Linked DNA regions of Sus scrofa: region 1 is linked to region 2. A link is a contact called in public HiChIP or PLAC-seq data. All regions are on one chromosome and are shown on one strand. The core of a region is the stretch at or near the end of the contact, and the rest is flanking DNA. Distances in the headings are between cores, read along the strand shown. Region 1 overlaps BORCS5 (a long non-coding RNA gene). Region 2 overlaps DUSP16 (dual specificity protein phosphatase 16).

The links. HiChIP or PLAC-seq counts read pairs in DNA pulled down with a chosen protein or histone mark.
Region 1: a contact with region 2 is called in an H3K27ac HiChIP or PLAC-seq map of alveolar macrophages. The contact joins two enhancer-like sites. A contact is called at or near these places in 2 of 47 Hi-C or Micro-C datasets (embryonic fibroblasts and omental adipose tissue) and 1 of 2 datasets of contacts at active chromatin or transcription factors (alveolar macrophages).

The regions. Positions count from the first base shown.
Region 1 is chr5:60,021,421-60,025,177 of Sscrofa11.1, reverse strand. All of the region lies in intron 2 of BORCS5 (a long non-coding RNA gene), which reads left to right. Among named protein-coding and RNA genes, the nearest start is that of BORCS5, 50 kb to the left of the region's middle. Within about 2 kb of position 2,342, at least 13 of the 83 cell types and tissues checked have an H3K27ac peak or open chromatin away from gene starts, as enhancers often do. A contact at or near this core is called in alveolar macrophages, where this site is marked.
Region 2 is chr5:59,880,822-59,884,518 of Sscrofa11.1, reverse strand. The region is part of intron 1 of DUSP16 (dual specificity protein phosphatase 16); the gene reads right to left. Among named protein-coding and RNA genes, the nearest start is that of DUSP16, 13 kb to the right of the region's middle. Within about 2 kb of position 2,303, at least 6 of the 83 cell types and tissues checked have an H3K27ac peak or open chromatin away from gene starts, as enhancers often do. A contact at or near this core is called in alveolar macrophages, where this site is marked.

The DNA.
Region 1 (3,757 bases), core at 1,093-3,592, 140 kb before region 2:
TTTCACAGTTTATGTATCCATTGTCCTGTTGGAATTGTTTATTTTTTTCACTATTAAACAGCTTTTCAATGGGCACCTTGTACCTTTGATCTCGTGCACAGGTGTGAGACTTCCCTAGCGTTATGTAGCTGCAAGTAAATTGCTGCCTAGCAGGGCACACATATTTTCACCTTTATTAGATGTAGTAAAATTACTCTTCAAAGTGATTGCGCTGATTTATATCCTTACCAGCTATGTACGAAAGTTTCTGTTGTTCCATATCCTCACTAACACTAGATATTGTCCCAGCTGTTCCTTATTTACGGATTAATTTAAAGATAGCCCTGTGCTTAGCAACCATCTCAAACATAGGGTCAGATGCAAACTTATTTTTGTATATCAGGCTTCTTCCTTTTAAGGAATTGTTTTCACTTTCGGAGTTACAGATCCAGGATAACTATAACACAGTTTGGTGGGGTTTTTTTGGTTCATATTTGTTTTTAGAAATTAATGTTTCTTTTTTATGATCACAAAGTGACTGTGATTATTTGAGATAATTTGGAAAACAGAGTTACAAAAAATAAAAAATTCCACCACCTAGCTATAGCCATTGTTAACATTTTACTGTGTACTTCCTTTAGTGTAAACATATATGTGATATACACTTACTCTCTAATTAGAATCATGCTGAATTTGTCCTTTTATATCACAATTTCAGTTAAGATTATATTGTGGCATTTCCTGTTTCCTTGACTATAGTTTAAAAGCACCATTTTAATAGCCGCGTAACATTTCTTTGTATAAATGTTGTAATTGAATGATTTTTCTCCTTGGTGGACATCTTTGATGTTAAAACAATACTGAAATAAGCAATCTTGGTGTGTGTGTGTGTGTGTGTGTGTATGTATATATACATATATATATATTCCTTCTTATGAGTTACAGTTTGTTTCTTTGTGATAGCTTTCTAGAAGAGGTCAGTAAATATTTGTGGAATTAGATCGAAGAGATTATAAGCAAGGCATCCAGGGAAAAGAAAAAAGCAGTAGAGAGAGGAAAACGAAACGTGGTTTGGGGGATCCTGAGCTCCATTAATTTAGCTTCTCTTATATTTGAAATGAGTGGCAAATTTGTCTTTCAAATTGAATTTGGACACCCTTCTTTTTTTAGGTATGATGGGATGATGTTAGAAGGGTGGAATTGCTTGTGTATTGTAGTGTTCAAGGTTGATAGAATTTTAGAATTGGAAAAGACTTAAAAATTTTATCCTCCAACCGTCTTCTTCCTACAGAGTTCCCCTAATTGAGTGTATTTTGTAGACTATCTCAGAGAAGTAGACTTATAGGCTTGACTTGCTAAGTATCTAGTCCCAAGCTGGTTGTTGCCATACAAGGCAGTTTGCTCCTTTATTGGACAGCTTTGATTAGTTAGTTGAGTGTGGTTCTGTCACTTTAAGCCCAGATCTGATTTTCACTTCCTATTTCATTTGTTTTTTAATGAAAGGCTCCCTAAAAGTAATGCTGGAAATATTTCACCTTTGTGCATTTATCTGTTAGCTTCTACTGTAATTGACATGAAAACAAACATGTGTTTGACCTACTTTTAATCTTTGTTTCCTTCTAAGATATAATTTAATCTTGCATCTATAGTGAAAATTATGTATGTGGACATAGGTAGGCTCGGAAATCCTTCCACATATTTTTATACTTGGTGGAAAAGTATAAAAGTTCCAAGTGTCTATAGATACTTCTTGTTTTATTATTATTTCTTAGAAGTTGCATGCATATAAGCAGAGGTTTTGTCTCACTGTTCCACTAGTAATACTAAGAACTTTTATCGTTCTGTCTCTGTCGCTCTCTTTTCTTCTTTTCTGCACAGAGCTGGTATGTATATTACCTCCTTTAAACTCTGTACAACCTCTTGGGATAGGCATTTTCCTCATTTGGCAGACGAGGATGCAGAGGCTCAGAGAGGTTTAAAGACCTTTCCTGTCACACCGCTATTAAAGGCAGAGCCAGGTTTAAACCCAGATCTAGTTCTAAAACCTATACCTTTAACCAGTTTGCCAAGTGTGTCTCCCTCACTTATTTCTATGAATTTCGTCAAAAAGTCAGATGTATTTCTGTTCAAAGACATTGATGTCTTTGGCTTCCTCAGTCAGTACACCTTATTGGTGGTGTGGTATGACTCTTGGAGATATATTGCTTCTACTTGCTTGTCTTTGATAATCCCCGCTGCTCTCTCCTTGGTTTAGACGCATCAAGGATTTCCTTCCTATGATTTCCACTCTCTCCCTAGCACCCTATGGGGCTCCTTCCTGTCTCTAGGGAAACTGAAGCACAGAATGAGAAAAGAGTAACAGCAAATGATTACATAATTCTTTTCTGAATATTATCAGCTGATATGTTCCATTAGGAAGGATGTTTTCACAGCTGTGTGCTTTAGGGATAGTGGGACAAGTTTGAATTTTTATAACTTGGGTGTCTTCTACAACAAAGGCAGTGACGCACATGCTTGATGGGCTGGGCATGTGGAAACCCGTTCTCCCAGCCCCGTGATAGGAATCTTTGCTTTTGTGGTCACTTTGGGATCCAGATATGTTATCTCAGTGAAATTGAGACCAAGGGTAAGAGGACCAGGGAGGGACTTGTTGAATATATGATTTAATTACACGGGACCAATCAAGCTTTGACCTAGTGATGACGGGGTGTAGTGTGTGTGTATGTGGGTAGTTGCTGGGGGAAAGCACAAAGTTCAATCCTCATTTTGTTGACCTTTGGTATCACTTTTATCACTAGTTCCATATAACCGCCTTTGCCAAATTTTCAAAAGGCTGCAGTCAAGTGATTTATAGATTAAGGCCTCATTCACTTCTTGCACAAGAAGAGCCTATCGCTTTCAATTGGGTGACGTAAGTTTACTTTACAGACAGAAATGAGTTCATTTCTTTGGAGAGATATGAACAGAAGGTGTGTCCCTTGCTCTGCTAAGAAATAAATTTAAATCAGAACTTTGCTTGGAGGAAATGGAATGGGAGTAAGTGAGCCTTCAGAAGTTAGGGAGCCTTAGCCAAGGCCTGGGGGTGGGGTGGGGGGCACCAATTGTGTGTTCGCAGAACTCGTCCGCATGTGAGCATTCCTCAGTCTGTGAAACAGCAAACATCTATGGAAGTGACTTTGTATATGTCTATAAGGCACTCATGTGCCTCGGGACTGAATTTCAGAGATAAAAATACATGATTCCTTCCTCAAGAACCTTAACAGATAACAGGGAAGAAAGCAAGAATGTCAGTAATAATACACTAAAAGGATGCTATGTTAAATTCCTTAAATGAACCTTCAACCAAGTGTATTCCCCAGATCCACCCTCTGAAAAGTAGAATTTCGTTATAAATGAGCTATATAGCAGCTGAAAACATTTTGATTCCAAAGTATAACCAACTCTCAAGCAACACAGTCTTAAGCATAAATTAAGAGGAAAATGTTATTTTAAATTAATTTCCCTGGAGTTCCCGTCGGTGGTTATGAACCCGACTAGTAACCATGAGGACACAGGTTCGATCCCTGGCCTTGCTCAGTGGGTTAAGGATCCAGTATTGCCATGAGCCATGGTGTAGGTTGCAGACGAGACTTGGAGCCTGCATTGGTATGGCTGTGGTGTAGGCCGCAGCTGTAGCTCCCATTCAACCCCTAGCCTGAGAACGTACATATGCCATGGGTGCAGCCTAAAAAGAAAAAAAAAATTGGAGTTCCCATCATGGTGCGGTGGTTAACCAATC
Region 2 (3,697 bases), core at 1,054-3,553:
CACTGGCAAAAAGAATGGAAGTTCTGTTCAGAAAAAAAAACGCCTACCAAACTAAGAAGGTAAAGTGCTTATTTTAGGAAATGAATTAAGATCATTTCAATAATAAAAATCTCCACTGATTTCACAGTAACTTTTATTAAGAACTTAATTAACACCCCTTTTTCCTGGATAGTGGGTATCATCCTGCCTCACATTTGGTACTTGGAAATCCCCACCACCGCCAAATACTGCATGGCTTTCAACTAACATCACGTTAATGAGATTCTATGATGTGACGGCCACTGGCAGCATCTTAGATCCTGCCACATAGGTCATTTCTTCGCCGGAAAAAATTGCCGGGTTTTTTTTTTCCCAGTTGGGACCATATTCAAGAAGGGGTTTTCCACTGCACATGATTTTTATTGTTGGCTATAAACTCAAGAATATATAAAATCAAGGTTCCTGAATATTTACATTAACAAGGCTCTGAGTCATTCACATAATGAAAAATGAAAACAATTTCTTTAATTACATAGTTAAAAGGGCTTCGGCAGAAGGGAAAGTTTCTGATTTGGATAATCTATGGTAATGAAATTAGATGCTGCCTCTAGGCTGTTTAAAGCAGCTGTTAAATATGTCTACAAACACCTACTTTCTTCTTAAAAATACATTCCAAATTGCAGAGGCCTTTTGACCCATTTAAATGCCACAATTAATAATGTTTATCTCCAGGATCTTGCAATACTGATAAACCACAATAAATTGCATTGGGAACCTTCTATAAGATTTTTGTTGAATGGAAAATTAATACTTTTCAGGTTAACATCTAACAGCCTCTTTTGCAAGCAGTGTAATTGCTCTGTAATTTGTTAGAGTCGGGAATATGGCTTCCTATTCACCGTATATTCAAGGTCATATATCTTGATGGAATTCTATATGAGGAGTGAGATCAGAACCCTCTCTGAAACACAAGCACAATCCCATTTCAAGACATTTGAAACATCAGAGGTTCTGCCTCATTCAAGTCTAGTTGCTACAATGCATGCAGGGAATCACCTTCCTTTAGCTGTCCTTTAATTTTATCTAAGGCAAATAAGCAGTGCAAACACTATTACAAATAAGAACAAACATGCAATCAGCAAAAGGGGGTGTTCCACCAGATTTTAACTAAAGCACTTAAAATGCTTCCTCTGCTGGGACAGGTAGCATTTTCTTATAACATCATGCTGAGGCTGTTTTGATTATAGATTATACACATATGTATATGTTCCCCTATTAAAATAAAAGTGCCATTAGTTTTCTTTTCTTTTTTTTGGGGGGGGGTCTTTTTTGTCTTTTCAGGGCCACATCTGTGGCACATAGAGGTTCCCAGGTTAAGGGTCTAATCGGAGCTGTTGCTGCCGGCCAGAGCCGCAGCAATGCCAGATCCCAGCCACATCTGCAACCTACACCACAGCTCACGGCCACACCGGATCCTTAAATCCACTGAGTGAGGCCAGGGATTGAACCCGAAACCTCATGGTTCCTAGTTGGATTCATTTCCACTGCGCCAAGACAAGAACTCCCAGTTTTCCACTTTTAATGGAAAAATGGGGCGTAAGTATTATTCAACTTCCAAAAAGCCAAAACCCAATTAACTTCAGCTTTAATCTTCTAAATCATCAAGATCTTTATTAGCAATATTGCCCAGCTATCAAGATGACTATATAATACCACCTATCTTTAGTTCTGTCCACTTTTTTGATTAAAAAAAAAAAAAGGATGTTAGAGTTCTCACTGTGGAATAAAGAGTTAAGAATCTGACTACAGAAGCTTGGGTCACTGCGGAGGTGCAGATTCAATTCCCGCTAGTGCAGCAGGTTAAGGATCTGGCACTGCCTCAGCTGAGCACAGGTTGCAGCTGCAGCCTGGAGTCAGTCCCTGGCCTAAGAACGTCCATGTGCTGCAAGTGTGGTCGTAAAATTAAAAAAAAAAAAACGTGAAATGGTCAAAAAAGGAAAAAAAAGAAGAGACAAGTTTTTGAACCAGAAGGTTCTTCAGAGGTTATCTAATACAACATTCTTATTTCACAATTGAGGAAGTTGAGACCTGTCTCTAATTAGCTCTACAACTAATTGGGATATAGGTCTCTGTAATTTTCCACTAAAATTAGAAAGAAAAGGGAACACATAAGAAGGAAACACATAAAATAGTCTCCAGATGAGAGGAGAGTTGTAGCAAGCTGCTTAATACTCTATACTTTCCTCTCTTTCCTATTTGTGAGAGACACACCCAGCCAGCCACCCAAGAGATATTTCTTCCCCTTTTGCTAACTGAGGCCCAGCTGGTCCTGGGCAGCCAGAAACGTGCTTAAGCCTAGGAAATGCTACATGACAGGCGCTACACCAACCCTCGGGCCCCTTTTCCTGGGCCAGATGCTCATTTGCCCAGAATCTCCTGTGAAGCAGGGGCAGGTTGAGAACCCATTCAAGCAAACAGAACTTCAGAGAAAACTGGATGGAAGCTTCGGGGGAGATTTTGTTCTCTGTTGGGCAAACCAAGGAGTAGGGCTTACTTGTTCTGCCTACTTCTTCCTCCTTGCCTTGAAAAGGAATGTGATACCTAGAGCTGAGGCAACCGTTTTGTGACCTGGTGGCAATAAGTGACCATACAAGAGATGGCAGAGAACCTGGGGCCCTGAGAACACCACTGAGCAGCTGAACCATTTGAGACCTCTGACCCGCATTAATAGTGAATAGCTTATGTTTAAGCCTCTGCTTATAGCTTTCTGTTAACTACAGCTGAAAGCAGTACTAAATTTTTTTTAATTTCTGTGTCCTGCCACGATTTTTCTGCCCGATCCTTCCCATTACAAACATTTTATTCTGCTCTTACTCATGCAACTAAAAAGTGACAATATTATATTTCTCCTGCACAGGTAATAGAGACCAATTTAATTACTTTATAGTTACAGTACCTCAACTATATGACCCTATTAAAATAAATGTCATCAATACACAAAACAAAAGGGAAAAATACATGACTTAGAATCATGTCTGTTCTTGATTATTGACTTTTGATCCTTCCTTCTCCCATCTCAAATCCTTTTTGGAAGTGAGTACCACATAAATAACACACTGATAAAATGATCTCTCTCTGGACTAAACTCTTCTATCTCCTTTAATCATAACTGCCTGTTAGAAAAAAAACAAATATTAAAATTTCATTCTTGAATTTGCAGCCCCAAACCTGGCCCAGGCAATATTTTCACTTACTGATGCTTGGTAACCAAAGCTTAGAGACTTACCAGCACTACAGCAAATTCTTCTGTACAGGTTATAATAATAGAATTTGAATACTGGTATTACATTAAAAGTCAGAGTACCCAGTACAGTTATTTCACTAGTTATTTCAACTGTGTTTGAATGGACATCTTTCAAATATATGTTCACCTTCATGACTCTAGTTGCATCCATCTCTGGACACCCCTGGGCCCCATCTGTCCTGTGTCCAGCATATGGGAGAACTCAGTGCACCCCATACTCTTCCTCTGCCCCTCAATGCTCATCTCCACTCTCTGGTCACAGCCCATTTCTGCCTATAGTGGGTCCCATGATCACAAAGGTCTACTCCACTCCCAGCCTCCCTGGTTGGGAGAAAAGAACAACAGCTATGAACACCTGTTCTCTGGAGTGTGTAACCATCCCTCCCCTGCTGCCAATCAAGGAAAAAAGACTGA